2 separate regions of the Rattus norvegicus genome follow, and region 1 is linked to region 2. Evidence: chromatin contacts called from public Hi-C data. All regions are on one chromosome and are shown on one strand. The core of a region is the stretch at or near the end of the contact, and the rest is flanking DNA. Distances in the headings are between cores, read along the strand shown.

Region 1 (2,700 bases), core at 8-2,507, 710 kb before region 2:
CTAGTCAGCTGCTTCCTATCGCATGTGATTAACACCAAGAACCCAAACCAGAGAAGGTGAAAAGCTGGGCATTGACCTGACGAGTCTCATGTCAAGTTTAACTTAGAGTTGACCAGATTTGGTGCTTATTCACTCAGTGACCTTCAGCATTCCCACCAGTTGGCATAATCCTTTGCATTCTAGATGTGGAGGAATAGAGCCTGGGCAGACAAGGCACTGGCCTGTGCAAGTAAACACCAGTTCTTACTTGGAGCTTCTGGGTTTGTTGTATATGTCCTGGTCCCACTTTATTGTTAAGTTATTCCTATGTATTCTTCAGATATTGGTTCCATGGCCTCCTGTTCCTTCATACCAGAATCTAGGGCTGCCCAAGCCCCCTGTGTTACAGAGGATGCCTTGAAGAATGGGAATACTGCACACACCCTTGCTGTACTACATTGCTTAGGGAGGGGTGGTGGCAGTGTCACCTCTACGTTTCAGCACAGACGCTTAAAATTCAATTTCTGATCCTCTCATGTGAACACATGGAACTGGGTTTGACCATCTTCCTTGCCACTTTACTCCTGAACTGGGTTTAGATGTTTGCAGACCTTTGCCAAGAGTCTTGCTGGATTAAGACAGTGAAGTTTCCAAAATACCGTGTCTCTGAATAATGTGTGTGTGCATGCGTGTGTGCATGCGTGCATGTGTGCGCATATGTGCACATGTGTGTGCGCACATGTGCACATGTGTGTGCGCAGGTGTGTGCACACGCATGCACATTGATCCCAGAGGTCACTGTCCAGTGTCTTCTTAAATTGCTCTCCATTTTATTTTTTTTTCCTTTTTCTTTTTTTCGGAGCTGGGGACCGAACCCAGGGCCTTGTGCTTCCTAGGCAAGCGCTCTACCACTGAGCTAAATCCCCAACCCCCTCCATTTTATTTTTTAAGACAGGGTCTCTTACTGAACCTGGAGCTCAAACTGATTGTGTAGCCTGGCTGGCCAGCCAGTTCCAGGGATGTTTCTGCTCTGTCTCCCCTCAACCCCCATACTAGGATTACAGATGTGCTCCACTGAACTTGACTTTTTTCTCTCCCTCCCTCCCTCCCTCCCTCCCTCCCTCCCTCCCTCCCTCCCTCCCTTCTCTCTCTCTCTCTGTCCCCCCCCCCCCCCGTTTTCCTTTTTTAACATGAGGCCGAGGATCGGACTCAGTCTTCATATTTATGCTGAGTCATCCCCCCAGGCCCCATGGTGATTTAATGTTATGAACCACAAAAGCGAGAGACAAACCTTGAGGTCCAGGCTCAGGGGTCCAGTTATAATTCACACACTTACAGGCCAGAGAGTTATTTCCAGTCTAACAGAGAAATGAGAAGCACCGCTTGTCTACATGTCATGCTTCTAGGGACAGCAAGTTCCCAGCACCAATTTCCATAGCTCTTGGAAGCCCATGGTCTGACGTTGTACACATGACCTGGTTCTGCTTGGGTGGCAAGGGAAGCTAGCTGGATCCATTTCGTGTCTGAGCCACCTTCATGGCCAAGTGACAGGGTGGAAAGGCCCTTCAGACACTGCCCATCGTCCAACAGCTGTCTCTACTGTTTAAGTATTAATGGCTTAGCTCACTCACAGAGGAGAGAGGCAGGCAATGTCCAACAAGCATTGCCTGATCCTGGGTTCAGTTTGAGCTAATCGTCACTGTTTCTGGAACATACCTATGTGGGTTTTCTCAGTAAGTGCAGCCAGCAAGTCTGAACGCAGCCCTCCTATGCCGACCCACGCGGATCAGCTTGGACTCTCGCTCTGCGACATTGCATCATCTCAAGAGGGCTTTGGGGTGCCCCGCGCCAAGTAGAATTGGCTAAATGATTAACACATGCCTTTAGGAAAAAGCATGGACACTTCTCAGAGGAAGATGGGGCTGAAATCACTGTGGCTACCTCATCTTAAAACCTGAGAGGAATTAATCCCAGAAACCCTTCATTTCTCAATCATAAGTAAGGGTAAAAATTATAAGCAGGGGCCAGGATTCATGGGAGACCAGAGCCACAGAAGAATCTTTTGGGTCCAGGACCCAAGGCAGGAGGCAGTGAGCATTTTAAGTTTCACCCTGACAGATGAAGGTAAATGTAAGCTTTGAGCCCAAGATGTAAAACGGGACAGAATTGTTGCCAGTGAAAGAAAAGAAGGTAAATCCCAGGCATCCTTCATGCTTCCGTTAGGGGGCACTCTTGACTCACAGATCCCTAGGTGTGTTTATCACAGAGCCAGTTTTCTTCCGAGGCAGGTCTGCATGATAGGTGGTCTAAACTGGCAGACTCCGTGCCAAGCAAGGCACGCAAAGCCGAGGGGGGATAATGTGGCATTTCTTCCTGCTTTCACATCAACAGCACATACCCAAGGTTAAGAAAATCAACTTGGGACAAAACTGTGCTCCGGAGCCCCACGCCTCCACTCCCCCGATCCCCACCCGGACCCCAGACCTCGTGGACTGCACTGCCAGGGACTGCCTGAGCCTTCCCCACGGATTGATTGCTGGTTGATTATTCAGAGAGATTTTGTAAATGCAGCTAGGGAAAAGAATCCTCGATGATGGGGTGTTTCCTCTCGCTGGGCAGTCACCAGGGCCGCACAGAGGGAAGAAAGCCAACAGAAAGCCGCTCATCCTTTGTAACTCCAGTATACCCCAGTGCCAGGATGTCTCCCAGTCAGAGGCCAAG
Region 2 (2,700 bases), core at 29-2,528:
CCCTCCCATCTTCCAATCCATCACATCATCACCGACCCAGCCTTGTACCACAGGACAGCCTTGAAATGACTGGACTTATAAATACTGGGTGGCTACAGTTCAACTTCTAGCTTACGTCAATACTAAACGCCTAATCTCAGAATCAATCAATGTTAACTTTGAGAAAGAACCAAAAGAAATGGCCAATAGTTACTGAGTCAGCACTGCAGACTGTTAGGAGCAGTTCATTCAAGATTAATAGATTTACTCTCTGCCTTGTTTCTCCGGGAATCTGCGAGAGATCACAACAACACATCCTCAATGCAACTGAAAATGGCCAAGATCAAGAAAACCGTGGGCAGACTCACACAGCAATATGATGGAGAAAACTAGCATATGCATAATCCATTCACACAATGCCATGATCATTGAAGTTGAAATGTCCTTTGACTCCAATCAACTTGCCACTGTAATTATTAACCCCTATTTTTTTAACCTAATATCTGAAGTTACCCCGCCCTCTTGAAATGACATGAAAACTTACTGTATTTTCTGGAGTTCGGGCAGGATGACATGGATCAGTGTCTCTGTTCCCAAAAATGTCTTAACTGACACATGTTCCCAAAAGGCACAGCCTGGTGCAAAGTCCCTGTGTTCAGCTGGGGGAAATTCCTAAGGAATTCTGCAAAAAAAAATGACCTTGCTTTACTTTTTAAAACCCAGGACTTTCCAAACTAATTTAAGGTTTTTCTCCATTCTGTTCCCTGTCAACATGCCAAGGGACCTCTATCAGAATCCAAGCAGTGGACGATGCTTCTGCTCTGTAATCTTCTTATTCTAAGGAGGTGGCTCTGGGGTACAGACATCCGTTTATACATTTCTCTGCTTTTTAATGTGATTTATATGTTACCTAGATACAAAAACAAAACCCAACAACTCAGGGCCTCCCACATGTATGCAAGTGCTCCACCTCTGTGCTACATTGGCAACTCCCTTTTCACTTTTAAGTTTGAGACAGACTGGCAAAGTTATCCAGGCTGGCCTTGCCCTCTCTATTGTCCAGGTTACGTGCTGAAGGTTCAGTCATCCCACCTCAGCATCTGGGGCAGCTAGGCTTACAGGCAGAGTCCACCACGCCCAGTGTCTGAGAGATACATCTTAAGGTAATTTACTAAAACCATTTCAGTCATATTCTTAAATTGTAATTATTTGGCATGAAACAGAATGGCTTGGGCAAGCTTAAATCCATGACGGTCTAGAAGTGACCAGTAGGTGGCAGCACCGGAGTCGGCCAGTCTGGAAACACCCAACCAGGATAGATTTTCTGTGTGCTTTTGCCAGTGTGCACTAAGGCAGTTTAGAGAAGACAAAACCAAGGAAATGTTTAAGGGAGGATAAAGACTTCTCAAGTGCTTGTTCCCTGTAGTTTTTCCCACGTATTTTTACCGAGTTATAAGACATAAAATTTGTTTCTGATCCTTCCAACGCTGCTGTCAGGCAGACCTTTACAAGTGCTGGTGAGTTCTATCTTGCCTCCCTAAGGTTTCTCTGTGCCCCCAACAGTGCGATTCAATGGACTCTTCCAGCCTTCTGTTTTTCAACATCATCTCTCATTCGCATTCAAAAGCACTCCATTTGTATTGGTGTGATCTCCCTAAGCATTTTTAAATTAGTAACTGTAGTAAACTTGTAACACATTTTGTCCATGTACCCATTTCTAAGTATGCAACCGATTCTGCAGCTCGTGTTTCTGTGTAAAAATTCCAGACCAGGTAAATCTGGCCGCCCTCAAAATCTTCCAACAATCACACTTGCCCCTGAGCCTGGCAATCCCATTCCACTCTGTGTGACTCTGGTGACTCTTGGTTCCCCAAACATGCAGAGTCATGCAGCGTTTGTCTTTTGTGGCTGGCTCGCTTTATGTAATGTGCTCAGGTCCTCCAGGCTGTAGCAGTGTCAGGGTTTCCCTTCCATTTTAGGGATAAACATTGTATCCAATTGCTACATTTTGTTTATTCCCTCATCCATCAGTGAACATCTGTGTTGCTTCTCCCAGCTGTCTATGGTGACTAGTGCTGCTGTGAACCTGAGTATTCTTCCACCCTTTCAGTTACCCTGGAGACACATACACACACACACACACACACACACACACACACATTCTCATTTTTGTTTTCTTTCTGTTGCTGTGATAAAACGCTTCAGTCAAAAAAGCAACTCAGGAAAGAAAGGGATTATATTTCCAGATTACAGTTCACCATTGGGGGGAACCAAGACAGAAACTTTAAAAAGCTAGTCCCATCACATCCACAGTAAGGAATACAGAGAAACAAGTGCAAACATGCTTGCTTGCTTGCTTGCTTGCTTGCTTGCTTGCTTGCTTGCTTGCTTGCTTGCCTGCTTGAGCTCAGCTTTTTTTCTACTCTTACAGTTTGAGTCCCCCGACTAGAGACTGATACCACCCATGGTGGGCTGAGTCTTCCCGTATCAGCTGACATAATCAAGACAAACCCCCATAGACACACTCACAGGCCAACTCAATAAAGACAAGCCCTCACAGAAACTCTTTTCCAGATGATTCTAATATGTATCAGGTTGATTCATTACAGCTAACCATCTCAGCCTCATGGTGTCAAAGTCAGGTTTTTTGTTTTTGTTGTTGTTTGTCTGTCTGTTTGCAACCTCCGCACTCTTTTCCTTAGCAACCGTGCCATTTTCATT

What was found. A called contact is a pair of places that touch in the nucleus more often than the background predicts.
Region 1: a contact with region 2 is called in a Hi-C map of the A7r5 cell line, with 6 times the contacts expected there. The contact joins two enhancer-like sites. A contact is called at or near these places in 6 of 12 Hi-C or Micro-C datasets (the A7r5 cell line, Schwann cells, frontal cortex and 3 more).

Annotation. Positions count from the first base shown.
Region 1 is chr4:182,619,843-182,622,542 of GRCr8, reverse strand. No RefSeq gene overlaps it. Among named protein-coding and RNA genes, the nearest start is that of Far2, 84 kb to the left of the region's middle. Within about 2 kb of position 1,257, at least 3 of the 93 cell types and tissues checked have an H3K27ac peak or open chromatin away from gene starts, as enhancers often do. A contact at or near this core is called in the A7r5 cell line, where this site is marked.
Region 2 is chr4:181,905,354-181,908,053 of GRCr8, reverse strand. No RefSeq gene overlaps it. Among named protein-coding and RNA genes, the nearest start is that of Pthlh, 24 kb to the left of the region's middle. Within about 2 kb of position 1,278, at least 4 of the 93 cell types and tissues checked have an H3K27ac peak or open chromatin away from gene starts, as enhancers often do. A contact at or near this core is called in the A7r5 cell line, where this site is marked.